Linked DNA regions of Sus scrofa: regions 1 and 2 are each linked to region 3. A link is a contact called in public HiChIP or PLAC-seq data. All regions are on one chromosome and are shown on one strand. The core of a region is the stretch at or near the end of the contact, and the rest is flanking DNA. Distances in the headings are between cores, read along the strand shown. Region 1 overlaps SNTB1 (beta-1-syntrophin). Region 2 has its middle 100 kb from the start of SNTB1. Region 3 overlaps DEPTOR (DEP domain-containing mTOR-interacting protein).

Region 1 (2,700 bases), core at 187-2,686, 660 kb before region 3:
ACCTGTGCATGTGTTTGTGGTGATTGTGTTTGTGTGTGTTGTGTATTTCTCAATAGGTAGGTGCTCCCAGTTTAAGAGCAAACTGGCAGTCTGCAGGCCGTGTCTTGGTTAGAGGCGTATTTTCCTTGGTCTCCGAATTGTTTACTTTTACTTTTATTTTATTTTATTTTATTTTTTGGCCGTGCCCTTGGCACGCGCAAGTTCCCAGGCCAGGGATCAATCCTGCACCACAGCAGTGACCCAAGCCACTGCAGTGACAATACCCCATCTTTTTTTTTTTTTGTCTTTTTGCTATTTCTTGGGCCGCTCCCGCGGCACATGGAGGTTCCCAGGCTAGGGGTCGAATTGGAGCTGTAGCTGCCAGCCTATGCCAGAGCCACAGCAACTTGGGATCCGAGCCGCATCTGCAACCTACACCACAGCTCACGGCAACGCCGGATCGTTAACCCACTGAGCAAGGGCAGGGACCGAACCCGCAAACTCATGGTTCCTAGTAGGATTCGTTAACCACTGAGCCACAACAGGAACTCCCAATACCCCATCTTTAACCTGCTAAGCTACCAGGAAACTCTTCTTTTAATTTTTTACTACATAGTTTTTAAAAATTTATATAGAAGAAAAATAATAATGAACCTCCAGGTGCTCATAACCCAGTTTTAATAATTGTCCATATTTTGGCCACCTTGTTTCCTCCATACCCATTTTGCAAGGAGAGGGCTGGAGAGAACATGCTGGAGATTTTTGAAAAAATGCCAACCTTTCTAACACTTCACTCCATACGTTATTTTCCTAACTTGAATGAGTTGCCATCTGAGGTAGGAAGAATAATGGTCCCCCAAAGATGTCCACAGCCTAATTCTCAGAGCCTGTGCAGATGCTGCCTTAGATGGAAAAGAAGCTTTGCAGATGAATTAATGATCTTGAGATGGTTGAGATTGCCCTGGGTTATCCAGGCGACCCCAGTTGTCTTACATGGGTCCTTGTAAGAGGGAAGCAGGAGGGTTAGAATCAAGAGGAAAGATGAGCAGAGTTCCCATCGTGGCTCACTGGGAACAAATCTAACTAGTATCTGTGAGGATGCAGGTTCGATCTCTGGCCTAACTCAGTGGGTTAAGGATCTGGCATTGCCATGAGCTGTGGTATAGGTCACAGATGCAGCTCAGATCTCGTGTTGCTGTGGCTGTGGTGCAGGCCGGCAGCTGTAATTCCGATGCGACCCCTAGCCTGGGAACCTCCACATGCAGTGGTTACGATCCTAAAAAAAAGACACCCCCCCCCCAAAAAAAAAGAGGAGAGATGAGGTAACAGAAACAGGAGCAATGTGATGTGGGTCCTGAGCCAAAGAATGTAGGCAGCAGCATCTAGAAGCTAGAAAAGCAAGGAAATGGACTTTCCCCTTAAGCTTCCAGAAGGAAGCAGCCTGGCCAGCACCAGCACCAGTTAGGACTTCTGACTTCCTGAACTGTAAGGTGATACATATCACTATGTTTGTTGTCGTTTCTTAGAACAAGAGTAGGAAACTAACACACAAACTTTTAAAAAGAGGGAGAATTCACATGCAAAGACAGAATTATGGCTTCTTTTGAAAAGTCAGAAGTTGGACAATGCTGTGCCCACAGTCTTTCCTGGTAATGATAAGCCAATGCTGAAAAGAAGCCACCTTATAAGTGGGATGTGGTTAATTTCTTCTTTCCTTTTCTTTTTAAAAAAATTTTTATTATAGTTGATTTACAATGTTCTGTCAATTTTTTGCTGTACAGCAAAGTGACACAATGATACATAAATATACATTCTTTTTCTCAAAATAGCCTCCATCATGTTCCATCACAAGTGATGGGATATAGTTCCCTGTACTATCCAACAGGATCTCATTGCTTATCCATTCTAAATGCAATAGTTTGCATCTACCAACCCCAAGCTCCTAGTCCTTCCCACTCACTCCCCTCCCCTTGGCAACTACAAGTCTGTTCTCTGTGTCCATGAGTTTGTTTCTGTTCTGTAGATAGGTTCATTTGTGCCATATTTTAGATTCCGCATATAAGTGATGTCATATGGTAGTTTGTTTTTTCTTAGATCTGGTCCTCTGTGGTCCCTAAATTTGTGACTCTTTGTTTATCAGTAATGTAGTCACTATAACATTGCTGAGAGGGTGTGTTTTGAATATAGTATTTTTTTAGGCCATGAGCTGGAAGGGTCAGAAGCCACTTAACTTTCTAGTGGTTCTAATATCTAGAAAAATTGGGTAGCTACAAATATCTAAATGCTATTTCATAGCCTACTGTACTCATCTGTTATATGTCCCTAAACATATGATATGTATTTGATTTAAAATTACACAGTACGTTAAATTGGACTTAACTATCTTAGAATTTGCAAACATTTGTATTGGGGTGAATAGCACCCATGAAAAAATGGCTTTACTAAAATAACACAAATAAGCAAATTAAACTTATAACGGAATATTTCATGGCCTTTAGAAAATAAACTATGTTTCATTTACTAGCCCCTTAACTGTGCAGTGGAGAGTAAACATAACAGACTAATTTTGTCTCAGCTACTTGTTATAAATAGAAATATCCCTTTAGTGGAACAACTTATTATGGGTTATGAGTCATTTACACCTAAGTCTTGAATTCCTTTAATCAAATGTGAGACTTGGAGAGTCAAGAGCTTTGATTATTAGGAAGGGAGTTTAGGAAC
Region 2 (2,700 bases), core at 75-2,574, 960 kb before region 3:
ACCTATACCACAGCTCACAGCAAAGTTAGATCCTTAACTCACTGAGCGAGGCCAGGGATCGAACCTGCAACCTCATGATTCCTAGTCAGATTCGTTTTCCCTGCACCACGACGGGAGCACCGTGGATAGCACTTTACTATTTCAAAGCACCTTGTGCAATTTAATCTTCTTGCCAATATTGTAAAGTGGCTGGGACAAGTATTTTAGAGATAAGCACATCTAGGCTTGGAGCCCTTGAATGACTTTCCCAAGGTCAATAGCCAGTGGATAGGAAAGCCAGTACTAGAATCTTGGACACGTGATTCCTTCCTCCAATGCTCTTCCTTCTGCCTCTCTTACAACTTAGTGATGTTTTATTACACTTAAGGTGTAAATTAGATAGCACGACTTCCTAGGATATGAGATGGCTTCTCACAAACTTCCGAAAAATATGTTTGAGGATGTTCGTTCTCTGCGCTATTTCTATCATTCTTCAAGCTGCTAAGACTGGATTTGCTTAGCAGTCAAGGTGTCAGCACAGATGGTTTCATAGGAAGTGCATTAGTTTCCAGGGCCACTGTAACAAATCCCACAAATTTGCTGGCTTGCAAGGATGGAAATTTATTCCGTCACAATTCTAGAGGCCAGAAGTCTACAACCAGGGCCACACTCCCTACAAAGGCTCTAAGAGGGAATCTAGTCCATGCCTCTTCCAGTTTCCAGTGTTTGTTGGCTTTCTTGGCTTTTGGCCACATCCCACCCATCTCTTTCTCCATCATCATATAGGCTTCTCCTCATTGTATTTGTCCTCTGTATAAAGACAATTGGCATTGGATTTAGGGCCCATCCAGATAATCCAGAATGATCTCTTCATCTCACTATCCTTTACCTGAGTTACATTCACAAACACCCTTTTTCTTAATAAGGTAACATTTACAGGTTCTGAGGATTAAGACAATGGAGGGCTACCATTCAGCTGGAGAGATTGATGGATTGATTGACTGATTGATTTATAGGAGTTGTTTATTCAAAGGTCAGAAGCTTTACAAGTGGAATGAATCAAAGATTTGTCCCACCGGTAATGACAAAGCATTCTTTTCCCAAGGTGGCCTTCAAGTCATTTACAAATTTTGAAAGGATCTCAGCAGTCCATAGGACATTCTCTGAAAGGATGCCCTGCCTTTCTCAGCTAGCTGTGGGTCATGGGCCAGGGGTGAAGATGGGTCTAACTAGTAGTGACTGGCCTACATGCTTGGGCATGTGCCCTGTTTATATGATACCCTCTGCCAAAGTGAGCTTCATGCCAAGAGGTAAACTTGAAAAGCCACTATTGAAACAGGAGCTCCTGTTTATGTCTGACCAGCATAGCAAGTTCTCTGCATCACTCACTCAGAGAGTCAGCCACTAGACCATCTGTTTTTCTCCCGTTGGCCTTTAAATAAAGATTGGTAGGTGCTTGTTTCCAACTCCAGATCTATGTCTGTGATGCATCATAATCTATAGAACTCACATATAAGGCACAGTCTTTCAGAGACTAGTAACAGCACTACTGCATGCTTATTCTTCTTTTGTCCACACTCTCGGAAAGAAAAAAAGAAGGGGAATAACACTTACGGAACATGATGGGTATGTTCCATTCGCCCCCAGATCCACTGTCCATCATTCTCTGCTCTGCCTCCTTGAGCCCTTCCTGTGACCTTAATGGACACTCTTACCAAATAGCTTCATGTTGGGTTTGGCCAACTGAAAGGACTCTGAAGGAACTGGAAGGAAGAAAAGAGAGAGTGAGGGAGGGAACCTGCATTATTCATTTCTCAATCCCCCAGTGGTTGCCAAGGTCTGGCCACATCTCTCCATGGAGGTCTCAGCATGCAACTCTGTCTCCAAGTCTAGGAAACACTGCTTTTATCCAGACCCTCAGGCCTGCAGCTGCTAGCTCCAGAATATTAAAGTACCTTTTGTAGTTTTACTATACCTTGTCTATATATGTTTTTAATAGTCATGCTACTATACTTTCACAATTTGAATGAATCATCTGTTTCCTAAAGGGACTCAAACTGATGAAATGCAATCCTTTTAAAGTCTCTTGCTAGATGTCCCTTTATTCCAGTAATTATAACAGTCCTATAGGGGAGAGACTCTTTCTCAAATCAGAGCTGCAGCTGCAGGCCTACACCACAGCCACAGCAACACAGGATCTGAGTCACCATCTGCAATCTACGCCACAGCTTTGCAACAATGCCGAGTCCTTAACCCACTGAGCAAGGCCAGGGATCAAACCCATATCCTCACTGACATTATGTCATGTTCTTACTCCACTGAGCCACAACAGGAACTCCAGGGTAGGTACTCTTAACCCCATGCTATTGATGAGGTAACTGAAGCTTATTGAGGCAACATGACTTGTCCTAGGAGACAAACTAGCAAGTGAAGCATGAGGATTCAAACCCAGATTTGTCTAACTTCAAAACTCTTGGATTTTTAGCTATTTCTCCCCACTCTGAAGAAAACGTCTTTTTTATTATTGAATTATAATTGACTTATGATATTATATTAGTTTCAGGTATACAACATGGTGATTCGACATTTTTATAGATTACAAAATGATCGCCACGGTAAGTCTAGTTTTCATCTGTCACCATAGACAGTTATGACAATAGTATTCAGTATATTCTCTATGCTGTTCAATACATCCCGTGACATTTATTTTATAGCTGGAAG
Region 3 (2,700 bases), core at 21-2,520:
AGGAAAGGGCATTTAAGCATTTCCAAGGAGGAAGTGCTTTCTGCACAAAGAGAGGCACCATGCAAGTTATTATTTTGAAGGAAGTGAAAAGGACCCGATTGAGGAGTAACTAAATTATTAAAGTGTTTCAAACTGAATCAGAAAAGCTTTATTTTGACTTTTTTTCAGTTAGGAAATATCTTGATGGAAAACAAGCTTTTATTCCCTTGAATGTTGACTATACATTAAAAAATCATCAAGGAATAGAAATGTGCAGTTTGCCTTTTATAAGATTACACTCACTTCAGACCTCCAATATTTACTTTTTCGATCTAAGGGCAGCAAGCAGGGTGATTATTAAACCTTTAGGGATCTTTGCAAGATTCCCTCTCCTTTTGGTCCCGAAACACAGCATTTTAGAAAGCAAATTGAGCCTGGAGATTCAGACCAAAAAGTAGAAGAAACAGGAACTCACGCCCTTGTGATGGGGCCAGGGGCCGGCATGCAAGTTGTAGCTCAAAGGCTGGAGAGACAAGGGTTTTTTTTTTCCCCTGGCAAACTGATTTATGACCACAAGACAGGCAGCTGCGGAACCGGTCAGACCATAAGTACGATTCTCATATGTGAACAGAGAAGGACCAAGATTGCATAGGAGTGATGCGGGGATCTGAATCTGGGGGTCACTGCCTGTCCCGAGCATCTTGAGACTTGTCAAGTACCGATTCTCGAAGCAGCCGGGGGCCTGATGGGCTCTGCCACCCAAAATGTACGCGCGGGGGAGTTGGCACTGCAGCAGGGCAGCGGGTCAGGGTACCTCCACGCCCCCTTGCGGACCCAAACGACCATTGACAAGAATCTACTAATTAAGCGACAGGTACCCTGTTAGAGAAATGTTCTCAGTTTAGTCCTTACAACAACCTTACAAGGAAGCTGCTGTGATCAATCCCATTTTACAGATGAAAACACTGAGGCTCAGGGGACTGAAGCAAGACTTGCAAGCAAAAAGAGAACCTTAAGTGAAGGCGACCTTTGGGCTGGCTCCTTTTAATCTAGAAGTAAGAGGCTGGGGTTGAAGCCGGCTGGAGGCTCCCCGCCGGCCCCATTCGCTCTGTGGACGGACTAGGAGAGGGCTGTCAGCCAGGAGGCCTGGCAGCGCCGGGTGCCCCGGTAGAGGGGACGCGCGCGGTCGGAAGCAGCGCGTCTGCTGGACGCAGGGCTGCAGCCACTGGGCGAGGACGCAGCTAGCACCATGCGCTCGCATGCATCCGTCTCGGGAGCTCCGCTCCAGTCCAGAGTCCAAAGGGCGCTGGGCTGCAGCAGCTAAGCCGGGGGCGGCGCCGAGGGTCCACGCGCCCTTAGGCGTCCCGGAGCCCCAAGCGAGTTGCCAGTCACTAGCCACGGCGCGCGTGCGCGCGGGACTTCTGCAGACACTGGCGAGCAGTGCCACGGCGAGCCCCCCGGCACAGTCCTTCGTCTTACCGTAGCTGCTCCCCGGTGACAAGGACCTCAGCCATGCGCTCCAGCTCCCTTTGCTGCGCTCCGCCACTCCCGCTAGTGCTGCCGTCGCTGCCGCCGCTGCCAGCGCTGCTGCCCTCCTCCATGGTCCGGGCTGCGCCGCTACCACTGTCTTTGCTGTCCGTGGTGGGTTCAGGCGTTAAATCAGTCTGCCCTCAGTGAAGCCTTCCCCGCCATCTTTGTTAGGGGCAGTCCCGTAGCTGGGACGCGATTGGCTAGAGAGGGAATCCCTGTGGGTAGGCTGAGCCACTCGGCGAGTCCGCCCCTGAAACTCCAGCTGGGGGGCGTGGCTGGAGTCCCGCGTGGTCGGGGGCGGGACCGAAGGAGGAAAACATCAACATCTGGGCGGGGCGTCGGTTCGGAGCTAATCATGCTGGTTGAGGTCGAAGTCCTGAGTGCCCTTTCTTCTACCCACACAGCTCGATCCTGGGGACAGGCAGGGAGGTTATTAGACGACTGTGGAGGCATTTCCATTATTATGTCCACGCCCCAAATTGCCAGAGAGTGAAAGTAATAAATATAGCTAAATAGCGAACAATGAAGGATGTACATGTCAATGCAGGGCTTGAAGAAAGTAATCAGTCTTTTTTGGTCTAACCTCCTTACCAAAGTCGCTTGCTTACCTCATGATGTAATCAATAAAGAACTCTGGCTGGGAATCAGACAGACCTGAGCTCCAGCTCCACACCTATAATTTCCTAACTAAATGTCCTCAATTCTCAGTTTCTTCCTTTACAGAATAAAAATAATTGTGGCTTGTTGACATCTGCTGCATTAGAGATGCTTCAGGTAGTTGTTATTGTCTGTAATTGGAACAAATCCTGAGATGGGTATTGTCTGTGTTTTACATGGGGAAGCAGGTGAGGAGAGGTGGGATAACCTGAGCCTCATTCTGCATGAAGTAGGAAAATCATTTAACCAAAATAGTGGTCTCACTCAGAGTTAATGAGATTAACAAACAGCTGGGTGTTTCTCATGTTTTAACTCTATTGTTTTGTTGTTGTTGTTTTAGCCATGTCTTTCAGAAGTTCCTGGGCCAGGGGAGCAACAAGCCACACTGGATCTTTCACCTGCTGAGCCACCAGAGAACTCCATGTTTTAATTCTATAATCATTAAAACATTATCAAGAGTTTGCATGGGCTTCAAGCTCAAACATGCAGTGTCTTTCCTGATTCTGTCACGTACTAGGTTTGCAACCTTATGTT

Evidence for each region. HiChIP or PLAC-seq counts read pairs in DNA pulled down with a chosen protein or histone mark.
Region 1: an H3K27ac HiChIP or PLAC-seq map of skeletal muscle shows a contact between it and region 3, with 2.3 times the contacts expected there. The contact joins two enhancer-like sites. A contact is called at or near these places in 2 of 2 datasets of contacts at active chromatin or transcription factors (alveolar macrophages and skeletal muscle).
Region 2: a contact with region 3 is called in an H3K27ac HiChIP or PLAC-seq map of skeletal muscle. The contact joins two enhancer-like sites. A contact is called at or near these places in 8 of 47 Hi-C or Micro-C datasets (embryonic fibroblasts, fetal skeletal muscle, heart right ventricle and 4 more) and 1 of 2 datasets of contacts at active chromatin or transcription factors (skeletal muscle).

The regions. Positions count from the first base shown.
Region 1 is chr4:18,484,240-18,486,939 of Sscrofa11.1, forward strand. All of the region lies in intron 4 of SNTB1 (beta-1-syntrophin), which reads left to right. Among named protein-coding and RNA genes, the nearest start is that of MTBP, 120 kb to the right of the region's middle. Within about 2 kb of position 1,437, at least 1 of the 83 cell types and tissues checked has an H3K27ac peak or open chromatin away from gene starts, as enhancers often do. A contact at or near this core is called in skeletal muscle, where this site is marked.
Region 2 is chr4:18,187,632-18,190,331 of Sscrofa11.1, forward strand. No RefSeq gene overlaps it. Among named protein-coding and RNA genes, the nearest start is that of SNTB1, 100 kb to the right of the region's middle. Within about 2 kb of position 1,325, at least 4 of the 83 cell types and tissues checked have an H3K27ac peak or open chromatin away from gene starts, as enhancers often do. A contact at or near this core is called in fetal skeletal muscle and skeletal muscle, where this site is marked.
Region 3 is chr4:19,144,976-19,147,675 of Sscrofa11.1, forward strand. It overlaps DEPTOR (DEP domain-containing mTOR-interacting protein), which reads right to left. Exons shown (of 12, transcript XM_021090558.1): 4 at 1,459-1,920. The coding sequence starts at 1,580. Among named protein-coding and RNA genes, the nearest start is that of DSCC1, 15 kb to the right of the region's middle. Within about 2 kb of position 1,271, at least 70 of the 83 cell types and tissues checked have an H3K27ac peak or open chromatin away from gene starts, as enhancers often do. A contact at or near this core is called in fetal skeletal muscle and skeletal muscle, where this site is marked.